Linked DNA regions of Zea mays: all the other regions are linked to region 2. Evidence: chromatin contacts called from public Hi-C data. All regions are on one chromosome and are shown on one strand. The core of a region is the stretch at or near the end of the contact, and the rest is flanking DNA. Distances in the headings are between cores, read along the strand shown.

The links. Hi-C and Micro-C count contacts between places; a contact is called where the count stands out from the background.
Region 1: a Hi-C map of tassel shows a contact between it and region 2, with 2.9 times the contacts expected there. The contact joins the enhancer-like site here to the promoter of LOC100284799 in region 2. A contact is called at or near these places in 2 of 25 Hi-C or Micro-C datasets (ear and tassel).
Region 3: a contact with region 2 is called in a Hi-C map of endosperm, with 2.9 times the contacts expected there. The contact joins the promoter of LOC103655544 here to the promoter of LOC100284799 in region 2. A contact is called at or near these places in 6 of 25 Hi-C or Micro-C datasets (ear, endosperm, leaf and 1 more).

Annotation. Positions count from the first base shown.
Region 1 is chr4:140,428,961-140,432,881 of Zm-B73-REFERENCE-NAM-5.0, forward strand. No RefSeq gene overlaps it. Among protein-coding and RNA genes, the nearest start is that of LOC103655549, 16 kb to the left of the region's middle. Within about 2 kb of position 1,306, at least 16 of the 20 cell types and tissues checked have an H3K27ac peak or open chromatin away from gene starts, as enhancers often do. A contact at or near this core is called in ear and tassel, where this site is marked.
Region 2 is chr4:140,235,595-140,239,445 of Zm-B73-REFERENCE-NAM-5.0, forward strand. It overlaps LOC100284799 (acetolactate synthase/ amino acid binding protein), which reads right to left and starts at 2,338. Exons shown (of 13, transcript NR_182111.1): 1 at 1,960-2,338; 2 at 1,618-1,831; 3 at 141-224; 4 at 1-27.
Region 3 is chr4:140,059,986-140,063,694 of Zm-B73-REFERENCE-NAM-5.0, forward strand. LOC103655544 reads left to right here and starts at 1,866. Exons shown (of 8, transcript XR_002269158.2): 1 at 1,866-2,166; 2 at 2,265-2,339; 3 at 2,860-2,893; 4 at 3,432-3,709.

The sequences.
Region 1 (3,921 bases), core at 56-2,555, 190 kb after region 2:
TTATATTCAAACATCTTAGATTCATATAATAATATATGTGAACAATATTTTAATGTTTTACATTGTACATTATTTTGTATTATCTTTGTAATTTTAATTACGAAGGTGAAACCTCCGTAGTATTCCGCTCATGGTCTTCGTCCGAAGTTCATTAAATCCTTGGGGAAATAATGCTTCAGCGGACGAAGGGCATTAATATTTAACATTTTATGTTGCCTTGTTCTTAATTCATAGCATTTGAGAGCAAGTCCCCAACAGCGGGTCTCCTCCTGAGCGGGGAGCGCAGGGCAAGGCCTGGACACGTGCCAGCACCGGACCCTTACTCATGCCGGGGTTCTCCCCGTCCCGGGGCCTTGCCGTGGTCCGGACCTTACTCGGAGAGACCTGGGGCCCATTCGAGGGATCTGACATGCCTTCTTGGGAATTCCGGACTGTACGCACAGGGGTCCGGTGTCCCTCTGTGGAGGTTCGGACCCAATGATGCACCCTGGGGTGTATTATCTTTCCTCGCCACGTGGTGCCCTTAGACTTGCCCATATGGTGGGGTCGGGTGCCGTTCTCCGTGTGGCCAGGAGACGTCGTACGTGTACAGCGTCTTCATACTGTAGAAGAGGATACCCCTGATTCAGGGTACCGACATCTCCCCTAACTTGAAATTAAAGGGAAAAAGAAAAAAACAAGCCTCCAACATCTCTCCTAAACCTTTTCCATTATTTCACAACCCCAATTTTTTTCTAATTTATAGCTACAAAGAGGGAATGTTTTGGTTCCCCCAAAAAATTTCTAGCCCGCATCCAACGTCTCCCATTGGCTCATCCAACCTTTTGTCCCACCTCCTTTTGCACCACCCACGCCGCACAACATGCATGCAATATGTTTTAGGTGTACTGTTGGAGGAAACAAAAAAAACACTTTCAATAAGCTTTAGGTTGCTCTCAAAACTACATTTTAGAGGTGATTTTATGGTAGTCTTTTGGAGATGCTCTTAGTGAGCTAGTTCTTACCACCACCGTATATCTATACCATTATATAATCTATCAATTTAAACTTTACAAAATATATCCAAATAAATCACTCCGCACCTATAACTTTCACTAGATCTACCAAACAAATTACACTCAGACTTAACACACTATTAAAAATAACGGTTCAGATCGCTAGATATCTCTATCCCTTAGTTACTCAAATATAATAAATTATATTATTTAGATCATTTTTTCATCTCACCCTCCCTACGACACCGTTGTCCTCTCCACGTCACTTGGCTGCCTCCGCTGTGAACTCCTCCACCCGCGCCATCACGCGAGGGCTTCCTTCCCGAAGAGCCCACTTTATACTGGGCCGGTCTCGGAGGCAATTGGTCTGCAAGAGGTCCTCCACGCAAATAATAATAGTAATGTTTTTTGATTCAAAAAGACAGTAGAGCCGTGACTGCACTGAACAACCATAAGAAGCAGTCGCCATTAGCCGACGTGGACGTGGACGTGGACGTAGGAACCGCGTGTGGCATGGCATCTCCCTTTGTGATCACTCAGCTTGCTTACGTCACGTCTCCTCTTCCAGCAAGCACTCGACGGTCGTCATCGGCTTTAGCGGGACGCCTAGCTGTCCGTTTTTTATTGGCATGACAACCGGAATTTTCAGTAGCTTAGTTTTCTATACTTGCCAAGATTGTATTTTTAGACTCATGTGCTACTAGAGGGAGCGCACAACAGCTGAACAGCATGCTTGTACTTGGCCAGAAGCACGCGCACTCGCGGCTCATCTGACAATTCTTAAAGCAGCTTTTTGTTCGCTTCCGCTTCCGATTAATGCCACGGTTCGACCTACCTGCAACTGTATGTTTAGTGTTTCGTTTGAACTGACTAGTAACGCGCATAGGAAGAAAATTTGTAATATAAATTATAACAATATTATGTCGTGTGGAAGATGTACATATACATCTTATACAATTGTAAAGTGTGTTATAAATCCAAAAGGTACAATTTAAAAATTGGGAAGGTCGTACATGCTAATTAAACGTACCTGTTGTGCCCGGAGTTGAAAATCCTAGGAATCAGCTATGTTGTTGCCAAGCATGAATGACCAACCTACAGAATCGATTAGAAATTAGGTTAATAAACTATTATCAAACTATACGAAAACAAATCTGTAAATGGAAAAATGTAGCATAGCTTGGCATCGCAATGTCGTTTGAGAGGTGTGTGTAGGGACAGGGGCGAGGCTTTTGATGTCGGCGCTCGCGATGTTGCAACTGCTTACAGCGTAGCATTCTATGCATCATACTAATCAAGCTCAGTTTCATGAATAGAATGCTTCTTTGTTCGCTCAACAAAATGTAAGGTCAAGCTCTGGACATGGATCCACCAGCTTCCAGCTCTCCGTTGCCATGGACTCCTAGATCCATTGCAGTATGGAAGTCGCCTTTGTTGACCGTCCGAACAGGCCCTTCCGCTGTTTCATGGAATCCAACATCCTGATCACTGTGCATACAACCAAGAGAAGTGGAGTACTTCAGTTAGCAACTGGAAGTAGCACAAACATTCAGTCGCCAACTTAAAACAGGGGCACACAATGCAAATATCACAGGCAACATGGATTAGACCAATTAGTAAAATGGGAGGAAATAGCATTCAAAGCACATGAAGCATTAGTTAACAGCCTGGCGGGACAGTTAAGATGTAAAAAATGTCGAAGTAAGTTGGCTTTAAGTTGTTGACATTGTAAGCGATATAGGTTGACTGTTCGAGAGTATTGAGAATTATAGGCAACAATAAGCAAGCTAACAATAGAATTATTGATGCATGCAAGCAAACCTTTGTTCAAATATCAAAATATTTGTTCACAGAACCATAACAATAAAATTGCAACATTTACAACAATTGTATTTGCTCTAAAATCACCAATTATTGGTATGAACAGATGAGTTCTTTTGAATCCGTTTGACAGCATAATATCCTTCCTAGATCCGTCATCAAGAATCTACCGGTATAAAGATTGGTAATGTCAGATGTGATACTAAAACGAAAAGGCATTCATATGGAGCATACAGGTACAATCACTCAAATAACTTACTGAAAGATTGTTCACCGGGTAACTTACTGAAAACGATTAATGTCATATAATACATCCCTCAACAAAAACAAAGAGGGGAAATTATTATCTACTTTGGTTGAAGAGCTGAGTATGAACACCCACTATTGTAGTCAAAATTGTTGATGTTGCTTCCACCATTCATGCAAATGTTCTGAATATGCATCACGTCTATTTTCGTTTACAAATTGTTCAACTGATAAAGACGCTGAGTTTAACAATTATGCCCCTTGTTTATGTATGGTGATCTCAAGTTACTTCACCATATCATTCATTGTTGGGCGCCTGGGGAGTCAACAGCAGACTCTTCCACACATTCATAGCCAACCGTATAAATCTTCGTACGACAATTAATTTAGCTAAATCCCATTTTTTGGATCGATTAGGCCCTTCAAGGTATAATATTATTCATCATATTGATTTGTTGTTGTCCTGATTGCCTTTATCCATGGTCTGGCTGGCAGTTATTAGTCATGGTAAAACAACTCCAAATCGTAAGCATGACTCTCCTCGAAGAGCTGTTGCGTCATGTAATATTCAGGACGCAAATAGCCCTAGCAACAATGCAAAAAGAGGATTCAACAAAAGTGTTTCTCGGGTGAACACAAATTACGCCATAGAATATCCAAAATACGTGTAGCACTTGAATTTTTTATTTTACGACTTACGTATTAAAAATATCAGTAAACATTATAAAGAGAAGAGTTCTCTAAATAAGGGAGGAGCCATATGAGAGGAAACCTCATGTACGGTTTGGAAAAGGATTTTTTTAAAACAAATTGAATGCTTGGCTATAATGGATGTTAGCTTAATATAATTGTCGGGTAC
Region 2 (3,851 bases), core at 1,088-3,587:
TCTGAAAATATCAACTAAAACCATGACCTGTCAGTCACGACAAGCACCACTGTAAGGTTCACCATGTGATTGAGAATCATGAGTACAGGATGCTAATTGAATTGTTGGATTACAAAGACTAACTCAACATCACATCATACCTCAGGACGCTGATCAGGTTCAACATTTAGTTTTATAAGCATCAGCTCTCTTTCAACCTGAGGTTCTTTAGATAGATCTTCCACCTGTAATCGATCAGATCCAAACAAAAATTAAACAAGGATTTATTGGTATTACTCTTAATGCAAGTTGGCAACAAAAAAACAGTAGTAAATCATTTTCAGGGAGTAAATACCATAGCAGTTAGAACCATCTAAATATTTAGTTGACACAAACAGTGAAGGAATGGTCAGCCATGAAGTTTTTCTGGCTAAGAATTCAGGAGAGTAAAGCAATGTAATATCCGCATAGTACATTCAGAGAGAACAATAAATCTTTTCGAAACCAACATTTCCAAATGGCAATAATCAAGAAAATTCAAAATAACTCGTAACTGAAAGGATACAGTAGACATGTAAACAGGGTAGCATTAAAATTGAACTAAGTACTATAGTGAGGGGCAGGCCTGGTGTAGTGGTGCGAACTGTCTTACTGAGTCACCATGTTACCGACTTCAAAGCAGCCTCTCCACATTGTGAGCATGAATTTAAAGGCGTCGCATAGACATCCAGACCGTGGTCCAACACCCAGGCGCCTTGCTCGCCTACCTCGCCTAGGTGCCGCCTAGGCGTATAGGTGGCAGTCCAACGCCTTGTCTCGCCATATCGCTTTAAAAACCATGATTGCAAGGGAAGGCTTGCCTCAGTTTATCCCTTTCTTAAACCGTACTTATGTGAGAGTCTGCCCCCTAAGTGCTACTCCCTACGTTCATAGATATATGACGCCTTTGACTTTTTTACAAAACTTTAATCACTCGTCTTATTCAAAATATTTATTCGAAAATGTAAAATTTTAAGTTACACTCAAACATCTTAAGTGATAAAGCAAATCACAACAAAATAAATGATAACTCGTTTTTTAATAAAACGAGTAATTAAAGTTTTGGGGAAAAAAGTCAACGGCGTCGTATATTTGTGAATGGAGGTAGTACCACGTAGTTATAATAATGAAGTCAAAAAAATCTTTAAATGATTAACCAAAGCAACTGTGCTTACGGTAGACGGTACACGTGCACAAACAGAAAGTCATAAACAGAATACACGGCTTACAATAATGATGTGTATTTGAGGTATCCGTATCCCCTACAAGGCTACAAAGCAGTATGTCCCTGACGTTAACATGACTGCCAGGCCGGCAGCGATTCTAGGCGGAAAGAGAAGAGAATATTTCGAAGATGATTATGACCAAATCAGGAAAGAAGAAAAAAGTTGTCCACGTTCTATCTAGCTACACAAAAGATGCTCCACGAAAGTGGAAATGATCCTAACAGAATAAAAAGGATAGAAGATTCAGGAGAGCTGAACTCATGGAACAGAAATCCACTGTACTACTGAATTGTCACCCGGTGCTCCAACCGGGGACATCAAAATCAAGTATGGATTCGCGTGGCTTCGCTAAATTTTGAGAAGGCGGACTCACACTCAGGACGTTGACAAGCTTATTGAGCTGCTCGATGACTTGGTTGAGCACCCTGTCGGTCCCGGAGACGACAATGGTGAAGAGGGCCTTGTCCTTGTTGAGCCCCACGGCGAGCGACTCGATGTTGTAGCCTCTCCTGGCGAACACCCCTGCGATCCGGTTGATCATGCCGCTCTCGTCCCCGACGAACACCGAAATCGTGTGGCGCCGCACCCTGCATTTGACGCCAGAAAACCCGAGCAGCGTCATCAGAAGAAGAAAAAGGAACGGAGAAATCCCGCGCGCCGCGAGAGATTAAGAAACAAGGAGGCCGCATTTCGGCGGGCAAGGTGGGGTGCTTACTTGTCCCTGGCAGCGCCCGCGGGGGCGACAGCCGACACAGCCACGGGGGCCGAAGATGCCTCGCCGCCGGCGCCAGCGGCAGCCGCCGCCGCCACGACGGTGCAGCGGCCGCGATACGGGGGCGAGGCACCGGCTGGCCAGAACGCTACGCGCGGCGCCGCGGATCCCGGGCGCCGCGCCGGGCCCGACGGCGACGGTCGCAGGCGGTGGGAGGAGGCGACGGACATGCCGCTGCCGTGGAGCGCGAAGGTGGCGGGTCTGGTGGTGGGCTGGTGGCAGGGGCAGTGGCACTTGGCACTTTGGCAGTGTGGGCGTCAAGTCGTGCTAGCTCGGTGGCCGGATGGAGGGGTAGGAGTGGTGGGCTGCTTCGCTGGTTGGTGGGCTGGCTATTGTTTAGCCGTAGGGTTTATGCAGGGACCATCAGCCGAAATGACGGGCCTACCCCCGCTGTGCGTAGTCAGTGGCTCAGAGCCCATTCGAGGCCGAGGGGGAGGCTGTCGCTACGCGTGTGATCCGCGCGCAAATCGCCGGGTGGTGTGGACCCTGCTGTCGCGTCGGGCTGCGCCGCTGCGGGCACGCGCGGGACCGCCGCCCAGATCCCGTGACTGCACTGGTATCCCGTTGAAGCTGAGAGCAGGGATTGATTCGGTTCAGGTAAGTATGAAAACGAATTTAGATGTCACTATTTATTAGTATATTTTAAACTGAATGTGAATATAAATACTATAGAATACAAATGCAAAATAGATAATTCAAATTCAGATTTATATTTTAGATAATTATTTGATTTGGAACATAGCATCACAACGAGTATCAATTTATTTTATTGAACATAGTATATAGATACATATTTATTAATATATATATAGTTTATATATTTGGAGTCATGTGCTTTCAATAACTAGAGAAAGCCCTAGTTCAACAGTGTCATCCGGTTTCAGCCGCACCAGGTTCAGGCGGCTATAAAAGCACCCCAAGCCGGTAGGGATTAGGTTTTAGTGGCGGTTCTCTCGGGCAAGCGAGCGGTGGCGATCTCGGGAGCAGCGGCGCCGGTGCCCGAAGCGAGCGACCGGTGGGGTGCTCCCCTAGGATCAAGCGACATTGACGCTCCCGACGCGGGTGGGCAAGCGCCGACGGTGCTCCCGAAGCGGACAAGCGGCGGCGGCGCACGCTAGGCCCGGTGACGACGGTGGTTGCGCGGCGCGGTAGGCTTCGGCAGCAGTGGTGGTGGCCACCGTCGAGCGCCTGGTGCATGGCGAGATGTTGTCATTGATGGAGGCGCTGAGCGAGTGAGGGCCAGGGGCACGACTGTGGTGCTGCAGGGACGTGCTGCTCCGCTTCGCAATCGATAACATCCGCGAGCGACGGTGGATCCCAGAGGCGCGTGTGGCGTCGGCAACTCCCCTAAACGCAAGCGATAACCCTGTTTTTATGATATTTTGTATACATATTTATACCAACGTAAATAGGTTTTTACGATATATATTTTAGTTCATGGCTCTGCTACCTATTGTCTATTTATGATATTTCTATTCACATTTTATGCAAACGATTTATTGATTTTATGCATTATCTCGTTATTTAATCCAGTGTGTATTGGGTTCCTACCATTTACGCCATATGTATAAGATATTTACGCACATTTACGCTATGAATTAGAAATTTAGAAAAGGGTAACTGCTCTAAGAAATGAGGTCATTTGCCACGATTTTCATAAATCTCGTGTATACCAATCCATTTCCTTTCAACGCATATTCTTGTCATCCTAAATTTGTATGCATACAACAGAAAATAGATTTTTTACGCGGTGTACCACACTGCATAAATATTTATACTGTGTAGCATAATTAGTATTAGTATATGTCATAAACTAGTTCCAATGAGTCTAACTG
Region 3 (3,709 bases), core at 616-3,115, 180 kb before region 2:
ACTTAATGTTGTACCTTTTTGAGTTATGTGTCAATGATTGTAAATGTTTGATGTGCTGTTCATTTATACTTTTCCGAATGTATTGAATGTATGCTCGCTTTACTTAGACAACGAGCTGTCCGAGGTTCCTGAGTGTGTTGTTGGAGACCTCCCTTAGCAACAACCTGGTGAAGGCAAGTGTCCTCAGACCCACTATGTCCTACTATACTTTATAATTCACTGTCCCGCATTACATTACTGAAACTTAAGGATTGAATAGTTTGTATTTCCCTTACCCTTGTTTACCTTTTTGGGTTAATCATGGTTAGCTTATGCTATTGCTTAAACTTAATCAATGAACATGATGTGATCTTTTATGATACGATGATGTTATCCCGATGGGGTCCTTGTGATTACTTTAGGGGGCTCAAGCTCTTTCCTGAGTGCCTCTCCGTAAGGACCTGTTTGGGGAGTGACAACCCGGGATAACAGTGCAACCATGAGGGTGGAATGAGACACACTTAGCTAATTAATTAGAGGAACCAGATGAGTAGTTGGCTTCGCCGTAGGGCCATCAATGGGGTCCGGGCACAGTACTTGCTCTGCCAAGGCTGGTTGCAGAGGTTCTTTGATTTGGTTTTGTTAGTCACCCTTCTTTGGGGAGATGTACTGTGTTTATCAAACTGGAGAAACCTAACGGGCGGCTATGACCTCTGGGAAATCTTTGTAAAGGCTACGTAGTGAGACCCTGCTAGGTCACCTTGGTAGTGATCAATGGGGAGGCTAGAACCCCGGGCAGAATGGGAATCACGGCTTGTGGGTAAAGTGTGCAACCTCTGCATAGTGTTAGAAACTGGTATATCAGCCGTGCTCACGGTTAAGAGCAACATTGGGATTCTCTTCGATTAGAAGAACAATGGTTACTTTTATGATGATGTTTAGCAATGATGGTTATAAATCTGATCTCTGGTATTTTCTCTTATAGGGAGTGCCTCTGGGTAATAACTAGGTTATTACTAAAATTTGGCTATACTTATAGTAATAAAGCTTGACCAACTAAAAGCAACTGCTTAACCTTAACTCCACATACAGCTAGTCCACTTTAGCCAAACGGGACATTTGCTGAGTACGTTGATGTGTACTCACCCTTGCTTTACAAACCACCCCACCCCAGGTTGTTCCCACTGTACTCAGTGCTCAGGAGGTGAAGCTGACAACATGGATGACTTTGAGGAGTTCCAGGACTACAACGAGTTTTAGTTTACTTTAGTGGCAAACCCCCAGTCAGTTGCCTGTGTAGGCTTACATTCTACGTTTCGTTACTCCGCACTTTGATTTAATGTTAAACACTATGGATATGTATTAGACTCTATGGATGTCTCAGACATCTTAATGTAACTAAGTACATTTGCGCTATTTAATTCAAGAATCGTGTGATGATGTCCAATTATGTAATCGTTGTGTACGTGAGTTCTGATCCTGTCACGTACATGGTTCGCATTCGGTTTACCTTCCAAAACCGGGTGTGACATCCTTGACACCTTTCATTGATGGCGGGGTATGAGATCCTCGGCACCTTCCGTTGATGGCGGCGCGGATGACGGGCGGTGTTGCCTGCGCGCTTGGGTTCCGAGGCTGGCTGCCTGGCTCGAATCAAATGTGATATTTCTGGCAGCTACAGGCCTTCGCTTTATGACGGATGAGCCCTGACAGAACCATGCACCAACATTATTGTGGACGCCTACACTACTATCTTAAGAAGTAGGATAGATAGATAACACATACATTAATTATTTTATAAATATATTAAGAAAGTAAAATAAATTTTAGTTTAGGTGTAAGAAAGTATCAAATTTCATATATATCTATTTTAAAATATTAGATTTACAGTTTTGCTAGGCTGGGCCACTCCTTTGGCCATCCTAGGTCTCGTGTACAGTCGTCCCCTCCGCTCCTCGCCTCCTCTCCCGAGTCCCGAACGGCCGATCCCGACGCCGGCTGCGTGGCTCGCCTCAGAGCCCCAGCCGTATCCTGCCACCCTTGTCCATGAGCGCCCGCTATCAGCGCAGCTAGTCCCTCCCTCCGCCCGCTATCTTGAGCGGTGGTGATGGAGTTTACTTTCGAGGATGCAGCGGAACTGTGCGCGCTCGTTTCGAATCAGCAATCCCACGTCGACGAGAAGCGGAGGTCGGTGTGGTTTCTTCTACCGGCGCACCTCCGATCAGAATGCATTTCTGTTTTTGCACCCTGCATCACAAAAGATTCGGGGCCCTCTTAATTTGCAGGTGGCTGGAGTCAATGATCCTCAGACCGGATGGCTGCATCAGGCGCGCGAAGCGACCCAAGTTTTTGCATGAAGTGTAAGCGTGCGCCAAGTTCTGGGATGCGAGTAGTGTTCTAATTCAGGCTTTTTCTTGGTCTCTTTAATAAGTTGTCCGAAGTTTAGTGTTTTATTGAGTCAACCGGGCTGAATTTTTTTTCCATATGACATTGGAATTGATTTTTACAGATTCAGTGCTAAACCCATTTTGGGTGGTAATTTTCTCATGTGTGTTATTGTATCTGATGAATCGTTGTGTTTCTTAAGCACTCCTCGCATTCTAGATGCCATAACATTCATATCAATGCTTATTCATTCTGAAAAGCTGATAATTGTTTTGATAAGGGGTACCATTATGGCATTATGTGTAATGACACCCCTCTTCCTCTGAAATGTTTCCACATCGAACTCTGTTTTCCTAATTTATATTCTCTCTCCCTCCCTCCCTACCCCTCTCTCTCTCTCTCCCCAATCCACCTATCCACAAAAAAGAACAATCAGGATGTATGTAGTGAGTAGTGACTATACTAAGTCTAATTGTTAGTTCTCTGCTTATGCAGGTACTTGCCTGAGTCATATATCAGGAGTGATGACGTAAGTGTTAGTACTTTGGAAAGAACTACATATAGCTTAGTGTTTATTTTGCATTCTTACTAACATCAGTTCATGGCTTATGTACTATGTGCACATATGGTTTCTCCCACTTATTCAAATCCCTCCACCTATGTGTTTAGGTCTTTAAGGTATTAGCGAAATATGTGAAGTAATAAATACTCTATTTTCACTGTATAAGTTTTATTCAAGAATAAGTTAGGTGTGTACTCAAAGGACTTTATTTCAATAATCAGTTAAATACATAATGCTTAAAACTTATGGAAGACATGTTCTAGCGCCAAGTTAGGAACTATTGCACATGGTACTCTAGTGCTATGTCTGATGTTGTTTTGAACATGGTTCAATTTAATTGTATTTCTTCAAAAATGGTTTTGTCATGGCTATATAAATTTTCCTTACCCTGCAATGATCTTATGATCGTTTTGGAACCATTTATCAGTTTCCTGGCTTATACTAGTTAATATAACAGCAATTTCGGTTGCATTATGTCACTTCAAAATATAAAATGTGAATTTAGTGGGGACCATTTTTTCAGAGATCTTGTGATAAAGTGAGAGGTAACATTAAAAGGATTTGGAGTTCAGAGTGCAATGGCTATACCCATCACTTAGTTCTGGAGGGCCTCCAGCTTTTTGACTTCCAGAAGAAGGAAAATGAACCACTTGGACCAGAATATCTTGGTGTCATGCAGGACACAATCAGCAAATTGACCTATGAAACACTTCAGTCAGTGGCTTGTGTTGTCAGTCATGACAAGGTTACTTTTGATAAGACTAGGTCTGTAATGGAAAAAAT